Linked DNA regions of Danio rerio: region 1 is linked to region 2. A link is a contact called in public HiCAR-type data. All regions are on one chromosome and are shown on one strand. The core of a region is the stretch at or near the end of the contact, and the rest is flanking DNA. Distances in the headings are between cores, read along the strand shown.

Region 1 (5,480 bases), core at 708-3,207, 270 kb before region 2:
ATAAAATATTCTGCTGGAAAGCCATATTTGTCTGATTTTGTCACATTTTATATTCAGAAGTGGCATCTTGGTTTGGCTTCTTGAAAAACAACTACATGCTTTTATATTTATTAGCAAAAGTATATTAATTCAGGTGGAAATTAGGTGTGCTACAATGGGGTGTACGGTAGTTATCTAAATATTGAAAAAGGTTTGACATTTTACTGTTTGTTAGATCATTATTATAATGATAAAATTTATGTTTACATAATTTCTTAGATTACTATCAGATTTAAAGGGATAGTTCATCACAAATCTGAAATGTTATTATTTACTCTCTTCACTTATTTTAAACCTTTTTTTTCTGTTAAATACTCAAAAAGATAATTTGAAGAATGCTGAAAACCTGTAACCATTGACTTATAGCATTTGTTTTTCCTACTATGGAAGTCAATGGTGATTAAAGGTTTTCAGCTCTCCTCAAAATATCTTCTTTTGTGTTAGACAGTAGAAAGAAACTCTAATGTTTATAACCACTTGGTAAAAAGTGAGTACTTCATTTTATTATTTTTGGGGGGTGAACCATTCCTTTAGATCAGAAATGTCACTTTAAAATGCATGCTGTCTCTGTGAAGGTCAATCCCACCAATGGAAAAAAAGGTATTGTGGCTTTAAAGTTATATTTATTGTGAAAAGTCAGAATTGTAAGTTTGCATCACCTAATTCTGACTTTTTTTCTCAGAATTGTGAGATGTATACTCGAAATTGCGAGATATAAATTCAGAATTCTTAATAAAGTCAAAAATTCTGATCAAAAAGTCTCCATAACAGGAAACTCCTTTATATAACTCGCAATTATGACTTTTTATCTCAGAATTCCGACTTTTTCTCACAATTGCATGATAAAGTCATGAAATATAAAATTTCTCAGATTTGTAATATATAACGTCAAAATTCTGAATTTATAACTTGAAATTGCAACATTAAATCTCATAATTCTGACTTTATTTTTCAGAATTTCATCTTTATTTCTCAGAATTAAGTCACAAATTCAGAATTTCAGAAAATCTGAATTACGAGTTTGCTTCAAGCAATAACTCTTTTCAGTGGCGGGAACGAGCTTCCATATAATGCTATTTTCAACTTTTTAGTCTCCACTTTCCTTACTAATATGCAACTACCTCTCTGACTCCTCAACTAATTACAAAAAAAAAAGAAAACTAATGCTTTCCTTCTTAGACTTTACACACCTGAAACTTGCCTGCAGCACTTATTGATTGTTGCTCTTATAGTTGTGTAAATTGCTTCCTTGTCCTCATTTGTAAGTCGCTTTGGATAAAAGCGTCTGTTGAATGACTAAATGTAAATGTAAATGTTTTCCACCTTTGCTTCTCGAGCACGCGCTCTAGCAGAGGATTGTGCACGCGCATCTGTCATCGGATTACTGCGGTTAGGCCAGTCGCCAGTACGGAATGGAATGTCATTCTAGCCGCCAAGATATTTTAGCGGTCGCTCATACACTGCGTATTACGGTAGAGAGCTAAAAACTGAACACAAATACATTTGCTGCCTGCTAACGCATGATTGTCATGATAGATCGGCTTCTATCACCACGATCTAATGATCAAGAATTATGTGAATCTGATATGAAATTATAAGATAAGAGACCCCTTTAAATATTTTTGAACACTGACAAAGTAGTGGCGTCAGTGAGATTTGAAGGGCTTTTATTTTGTAAACACGAATAAAGCAGCCTTACATTTTTTTTAGTTGCATTAATTTATTATTCAGTTCGTTGTGATTAAATTTTTTATCATCAGACCGTGATAGAAGCCGATTTATCATTAAAAAAACATGCGTTAGCAGCAACAGTATTTGTGTTCAGTTAAGTTTTTAGCGCTCTACCGAAATTCGCAGTGTATGAGCGACTACAAAAGTACCTGGGCGGCTAGAATGACAGTTCATTTTGAACTGGCGGCTGGCCTGACGAAGTGAAACACTGGCCATGGCTTTCGTTACTCGGCAGTTCAGCAGAAGCTTCTCATCTTCACAAGCTTTACATCATACTATTAAACATGTCACGGTTATTGGAGGTGGGCTGATGGGCGCTGGTATTGCACAAGTAAGTTATCGTAAACGAAACACGGCAACTGCATTCAGCGGCAGAGATCTAACGTTAGCGAACTGGCTAGCCAGGCTACAAGCTAATGCTATCACTCAATAAGTTCACTTTCTATTAGTTTTATGATGCATGTACAGTATATCCAATGCAATGACAATTATGAATTTATGTCTATGATGTTGTGTAATATGTTGCATATTAAAGATACGTTGACAATGTCTGCAAACTTAACCAAGTGACCTTTCACCCACTTACCCAGCACACATTAAAGGTCCAAGTTCATAAAAACACGGAGTGTAGTAATAATGCATACTGCTTTAAATAAATAGTAAAATAGTTTCATTTACCATAATTCCTGCATCTTTCTATCAGGATTTCTTTCTTGTCCTGAAGGTTTCAATGGCCTGCAGAGTTTGGATCTGATCAAGCTAGCTTCTCTGTGATCTTTCTATTGATCCAAGTCATTGTTTACTCTGCTCAGGTGTGTTTGATACGGGATAACAGCTATACTCTGCAGGAAAGTAAATGCCTTGGGGATACATTTGAACATCCTCTTCTTTATACAGTATGGTTAAAATATAGAGATATAGATGGTTTTTCATTCGCACATTCATTTATTTCTGGACAGTGTAAACTTGTGAAACTATTGTTAACCACGCTACTTTGAGTTTTCGGTCTAAAATCACATGCAAGTATGTCTTCAAAACAACATTGGCACCATTTATTTTACTGTGAATAGTGTTTTACTTTGATAGTCATTGGCTGCTAATGTTTAGGATTTGCAAATAATACTTTTCTGAAATTATACTATTAAGGAGAAAGTCTAAAACCAGCTTTGCACCAATGATTTTAATACTGATTAACAATCTATCTGTTTTTGTACTCGCTGACATCTACCAAATCTGTGCAATGTGAAATGTTTAAAGTTTAGTTTTAATAGCACCAATCTTGATTTTCATTTTATATCTGATTCAGATTTATTATTTATTATTATTATTATTATTATTATTATTAATAATAAAGCAAATGGGCTAGTTCATTTTTTTTAAGCAAGAAAACTGTTTAAAATTAATACAAACAAAGTTGCTTTATCATAAGAAGAACTACCTGGAGTAATTTAATGGATATTTCACCCATAAATGAAAATGGTCATCAATGCCTCACCATTTACCTCTTTGACGCTCTTTCTAAAGCACAAAAGAAGAGGTTTTGAAAAATGGTAAAACCCTGCAACCATTATGCACCTTAACCAGCAAGCATTAATCTGCAACTATGTAAGTCAATGGTGGTTACTGGTGGTTTGCAGCTTTCTTCAAAATATCTTCACTTGTGTTTAACAAGAAAAGCAGCTTGGAACCACTTGAGGGAAGAAATTGAGCAAATAAAAATCATGTTAACCGTGCCTTTAAGTGGAAACCTAAACATTGCCAGCATTTTTCAGGACATTTATGCCAAGTGTTTTTTTTCCACTGGCAATGAACTGAGTGAACGTGCAGAATGGCATCGCTCCCTGACATTAGATTGTGCCTAAAGAAGAACACATTCCCTGCTGGTACACATGATGGCACTGCAGAACTGACTTGCTTGTTGCACAGAAATAGTAGTCAATCAAACATTTTTCCTTGTGTATTAATTTATGACACAAGGTTTTCCACTTCTGTTTAACTTTCTTCACTACTGCACAAAAGAAAGTGTTACAAATGAAATTAAACTCCAGTCTTATTTGATCTGCAATTTCTGTGAGCTCAGCCAAGTTGTTTTGTTCTTAAAGGGTCTTAAAATCGCCCTCTTTTGGTTCAAGTCTACCTCCGAATTTTTTCAAGAAATGCTTAGATGGGCTGAAGCTCTATGAGCAGAGAGAGGAGTGGGCGTGGCTGGTAGAGCAGGGGAAAAGGAGGGGAGTGATCAACTGTTGTCAGCTGGCTCACAAAATGAGACCCAAACCGTGAGGAGATGCACAAGTTCATAGTGTTACAAAGTTAAATGCAAAGAAATAAAAAGTAAGTAATTTAATGTCCTGTTACATTTGTTATTCGTCATTTCATTTACACATAACCACAATTTGTTATTTCATTATAAAGATAATCGTGTTTATATAAACGCTATAAATGAGAGAGTTCTCTCCTCCTCAATCCCCAGGTCTTAATGCAGACACAGTGGATAGCAGTGCAGCAGGTCTCTTGCCCTGTCTATTCCAGCCATTAACCCTGTCAGTAATCTGGAGGATTTTAAACATAGGTGAACACAGCAGCACGGATCTAGGCAATTTGTCTGAATGGTAATGAACAACTAATTAAAGACAAAGTCCGCCATTCTCCAATTCTCGTACAGCTCTCTTGACAAAAATGCTTGCCGCAAACCAACAGCTTTGCTGTATCTACCCTGACAGAATCAAGGGAAAAAACGTGCAACAAACCCAGTGGATCCTGGAAACAAACACATACGTCCCGTGCCATGCAGACACGGTCTCACCCAGTCATTGGGTCACAGCTTGGCAGGTCTGCTTTGCCTTCGGAAATCACGTGCTCTGATGAATAATTAAGCAGCAGCGTCTTCTCATAGGATAAGAAAACTCCGTTATGAATAATGAGACACCGACGCAGATTCGCGCCACCACAATGATTTTGGTCCTGCCCCAAAAATGATTTTAAACCCAGAAGATGAAATTAGCTGACAAAAGCTCCAAATTATTCAGTTTTTCCCGCAATTAAAGCTAACAGGTGCCAACATCGTCTTAAATGATGCTCAACACACACACATCTGGTAAAATCTCAAAAAAAGAACCTTTTAAACTGGTGTTTTATTGGAAATTCAACAGCAAACTAATTTGTAATCCCAAAATAAAGTCTGAGCTTATTTATTTATTTATGAAGAGGCTTTTTTGCCTTGTGTTTTGTACACTCACATGAGCGCTGTTTGTTTAGTCTTGAGACATTAGAAGTTGGTGATAATTGCATGTGTTTATGCATGATAGATTATGCTTTTTTAATTGGTGAAATGTCCATTCAGTGTCTAGTATTTCTTTTTTTCAGGTCGCTGCCTCCACAGGACATTCAGTGGTGTTGGTGGACACTTCTGCAGACATACTGAATAAATCTGCGAAGGGGATTGAGAATAGTCTGAAGAGAGTAGCGAAGAAGAAATTTGCAGAAAAACCAGAGGTTAGTCACAAAAATGTTCATACCAATAGACTTGCTGAATGTCTGATGCAGAAAACTGAGGAAATTGGAAATATTTTAGGGGGCAGTTGCAGAAACTAGTTGTAATCTTTTCTTCTCCAAATCTGCCTTTTTCCCCATTTAAACTCTGTTAAAATGTATCATTCTAATTTGAAAGCTGCAATAGAGTCCAAACATACTGCAAGAGTCTAGCTATTTCA
Region 2 (4,772 bases), core at 2,190-4,689:
GCCAGACTGGTTCCAGCTGATAGGAAGGCATCAGTAACTCAATAAAAAACGCTCTTTACAACCTAGGTTTGCAGAAGAGCATCTCTGAATGCACAACACATCCAACCTTGAGGCGGATGGGCTACAGCAGCAGAAGACCACACCGGGTGCCACTCCTCTAAGCTAAGAACAGAAAACTGAGGCTACAATTCACACAGGCTGACCAAAATTGGTCAATCGAAGATTGGGAAAATGTTGCCTGGTCTGATGAGTCTCTATATCTGCAGTGTTATTGAATGGTAGGGTCAGAATTTGGCATCAACAACATGAAAGCATGGATCCATCCTGCCTTGTATCAATAGTTCAGGCTGGTGGTGGTGTAATGGTGTGGTGGATATTTTCTTGGCACACTTTGTGCCCAGAGGTACCAATAGAATATTGTGTCAACTCCACACCCCACCTGAGAATTGTTGCTGACCATGTCCATCCCTTTATGACCACAGTGTACCCATCTTCTGATGGCTACTTCCAGCAGGATAACGCACCATGTCATAAAGCGTGAATCATCTCAGACTGGTTTCTTGAACATGACAATGAGTTTACTGTATTCAAACGGTCTCCACAGTCACCAGAACTCAATGCAACAGAGCACCTTTGGGTGATAGAATGGGAAATTCAATCTGCAGCAACTGTATAATGCTATCATGTCAATATGGACCAAAATCTCTGAGGAATATTTCCAATACCTTGTTGAATCTATACCACAAAGGATTTAAAGGGGGTCCAACCGAGTACTAGTAAGGTGTACCTTATAAAGTGGCCATTGAGTGTATCTAAAATAAAGCACAAAATACAAATAAGATACAAAGAGTGTAAGCAATTCAAAATGAGGTACTGATGTAACAGGGGATTTTTAAATAGGGGATGACAAGATCATGTTTTCCAAGGCTAGTGTTACCTGAACCAGAGAGTGTTTCAAAATATTGTTGCAATTATTTTATGGATACCATAAAAATACCTTTATTATTGGAGAATTTGCAATTATAGATGTGATATTTTGCAAGTAAATGGTTAAGGAACCTTTCAGACCAAAAATGGTGGCGTAAAAAATGGTGCTATAAAAGGATTAAGCTGAAGGAAAATGAATGAATACATGGTTTCATTAGTCTTTGTCATGATGACATGACTTATTTTCCAAGATACTAGTGTAAAGTGCATAACTAGGTTAATTACTTTAACTCTAAAATAGTTTTTAATAAAAATTTAATTTTATTCCAGCCAAACTAAACAAAATGAGACTTTCAAGAAATTGTTATCTAATAAGAGCCTTTTTCTCAGCCTCCTATTTTTATTTTCAGTTATTTCACAGTAAGGGAACCAATTATTTGCCATAAAAGTGAAAACACTGAACTTAAACACAGAAACCGAAGAAGAATGATTCTTTTTTTATTATGTTTTAGCATTTTTGGGTATGCTAACATTGACCGTAGGATGAAAGGGCATCCGCTGCGTAAAACATATGCTGGATAAGTTGGTGGTTCGTTCTGCTGTAGCAACCCCAGATTAATAAAGGGACTAAGCCGAAAAGAAAATGAATGAATGTTTTGGCATTTTTTGCAACTCTTTGTAGACAAAATATAGAGGGGGTGGTATTACTATAATTAATTGACAGAAATGCAATTTAATATGCAGGGCTCATCAATAAGGACTGCCCGATGGCCCAGGGCCAGCGTAAGAGGTCCTCGGGACAGTAGATGGAATCGTTACTGGCCCGATTGGTGCAGTGCTGCCTCGTCACTAAATTTTAATAGACAGCAACATAATCACAATATCAAATTATGAAGCTAAAAGAAAACGTCAGCTTTTAACGTTGTGGAAACATTTAGATGGGTACAACATGATGAAAAAAATGAAGTGATGTTTTACTTACGATTTGCCGTCACTTTTAAGTCAGCCACCTTTTGTTTTGCAATAAAATACCTGCACATTTTCCACACTATATTTTACTGCTAAATATTTTAACATTTTTAAAATATTTAAATTCTAGATTAACAGACAATATTTTGTGACACATTTTTAATATATGTGGCTAAGAAAAAGCAATTACCTTTTTTTTTTGTTGTTGTTTTGGTGTGGCCCGTAAAAATTTTGACAGGGCAAGTAAAAATCTGAGCCACTGGTCCAAACGGGCCAGTAGGAAAAATCCTTAGTGTTAAACCCTGATATGTAATAAATATATGTGAAATATATAGTTTTATAGATTTAATTGTGATTGTAGTACATAATAGTATAAAATATTAAGTTCATATTCAGTAAGACTTTATTTTGATGGTCCCTATTTGCAATTTGTGCATGACTAAAAGTTGCATTGCAACTACATGCCAATTACTTCTCATTTGACTGTCTGCTAAAATCTGTTAATACTGACGTTTAACTGACTATATATAACTTTGCAAGTACATATCAACTTACAATAACCCTAACCCTAAACCGAACCCCAACCTAATAGTCTACTTATAATCTAATGAGAATTAGTTGCCATGTAGATGCAATATAACCAAATGTAACCAATGGATCAAAATAAAGTGATACCAAAATAGTATAAAACATTAAATAAACATTCTTTCATTCCTTTTAGAGAATCAAATCAGATTTAATATTTGCAAATCAAAATCGAACTGGACATCTGATACTATTTCAATTCATATTCAGTACCTCAGTGTCAGTGTCAAGTATGTGAACTTTTTGCTCTGTTTTATAATGTTTGTGTGTGTTTCAAATCCTAAATTTACACATACATTTAATTTAATTTGATTAATAATAATAATTTTTACAATAATAATAATAGTTAATCTACCTGCTGGTAGTGCATTCGGGTCTTGTCACGTTCAGCTGTGAGCACTTTAACATTGGCCTGGGTCTCTGAGAGATGCCGCTCATGTTTGTCCAGCATGTTCTGCAGCTCATCTCTTTCTCGTAACACCCTCATCAGCTCTGAATCAAATGAGCCGCCCTTAAATAAAACAGAAAGTCGACTCAGCATTAAAAGAATAAAGGAGTTAGTATTAAGACAAGGCACTGCAGGAGAATAGGATTATAAAAACGAATAGCTAACGTCCTATTTCCCTAGTTGATATATTACATTCAGAATTGCAAACATCTTTTTTGTATTACAAGTGTTTAAAATGTTTAAATACATACATTTCTGGAACACAAATCTGAAGTCAAGTCAGAATTCATGTTTATTTTTTTTTAATTTTTTTTATTTTAACATATTGGTGGAAATATTTTAATCACTCCACAATTCAGAAAAATATATCAAGAAAACAAATATTTATTTTTTTGCAAATTAAGTTTTAAAAATTTCTGTTCATAGTACTTTAACAGGTGAGTGTCTGACAGGACTGCGGTGAGTCGATGCCCCTTTGACAGGGCTGGTGGAGCGACGAGGCCTCAACATCTCTTACAGTTCCTCCTAAATCAGAATATTGTGAAACAGACATGGAATGAATAAAAATACATCCATACATACAGATGTAAAGAAAATTACAGATACATATGAGACACCTACTTTAAAAGATTAACCTAGCGTTTATAGCATAAAGCAACAGCTACCAGGGTTATCACCACAGGCTCTCTGACCCAGTTTTGACGGTTTCTGCTGCCCCCTGTTGGATCAAAAATGTTACTACAACTTGAAATTTTCAAATTCATATTTTATTTTTCACATACAGTCATGCACATGCAGTGAAATGCTTATACAACTGCCCATGAACTAGATTATAAACAAGAAATAAATTCTGAAATAAAAGAAAAAATTAAATACAGACAGGCTTTAGCTATAGAAAATATAACTATAGAAAATTTGAACAAACTACAAGATATTAAAAATGCTTAGCTATGTAAATATAGAAAACTTTAGCTGTAGATTTACACTATGTACAGTGAAAGAATTGGCATACACTTTTAATATATATCTTCCTGTATATTATTATAGCCAGGGATAGGCAAAAATACATTGAAATGTATTTTAAAATAAAATACCTCAGTTTTACAAGTATCAAAATAAACAACAAAATACAGCAGCAACAAATGTATCAAAATAAAATACTGTATCTTTGTATTTTGAAAATAAAAAATACTTTTACAAGGGAGCATGACATTTCTTCACAAACCTTCCATCAACGGGCATATTTGATCAATCCCTTCACCATTAAACAAACTTTCTCTTTCATTTTAGCATAAATTTTGTCCTGTCTTAAAGATGATCTCTTTATGTAAAAACCATGCAATGTAGATAATAAGTTAGAATATAGTTGATCTCTTCATTGCGTCTTATATCTCTATCAAATACAAATTACAAAATATTCATTCATTCATTTTCTTTTCGGCATAGTCCCTTCACCAATCTGCGGTCGCCACAGCGAAATGAACCGCCAATTTATCCATCATATGTTTTACACAGCGGATGCCCTTCCAGCTGCAACTCATCACTGGGGAAACATCCATACACACTCATTCACACACATAACACTACGGTCAATTTTAGCATACCCAATTTACATGTCTTTGGACTTGTGAAGGTCCATCCAACACAGGGAGAACATGCAAACTCCACAGAGAAATGCCAACTGACCCAGCTGAGGCTCGAACCAGCGACCTTTTTCAAATTTCAAAATACTATTTTGTATTTGAAATACGTATCTGAAATAGACGTATCAGGGATACTGCCTATCCTTTATTATAGCTAACATATTATTTTATCCTATGGACTATGAAGACTCGTTTATACT

Evidence for each region. HiCAR-type assays count read pairs that join an accessible place to other places.
Region 1: a HiCAR-type map of caudal fin shows a contact between it and region 2, with 6 times the contacts expected there. The contact joins the promoter of hadh here to the promoter of tsga10 in region 2. A contact is called at or near these places in 5 of 18 Hi-C or Micro-C datasets (caudal fin, embryo, hematopoietic stem cells and 1 more) and 3 of 4 datasets of contacts at active chromatin or transcription factors (caudal fin, embryo and gastrula embryo).

What each region holds. Positions count from the first base shown.
Region 1 is chr1:53,229,937-53,235,416 of GRCz12tu, reverse strand. hadh (hydroxyacyl-CoA dehydrogenase) reads left to right here and starts at 1,957. Exons shown (of 8, transcript NM_001003515.1): 1 at 1,957-2,101; 2 at 5,134-5,262. The coding sequence starts at 1,985. It also overlaps a transcript of gstcd not described here.
Region 2 is chr1:52,964,991-52,969,762 of GRCz12tu, reverse strand. tsga10 (testis specific, 10) reads right to left here and starts at 3,439. Exons shown (of 16, transcript NM_001077289.2): 1 at 3,359-3,439; 2 at 2,837-2,992. The coding sequence starts at 3,439.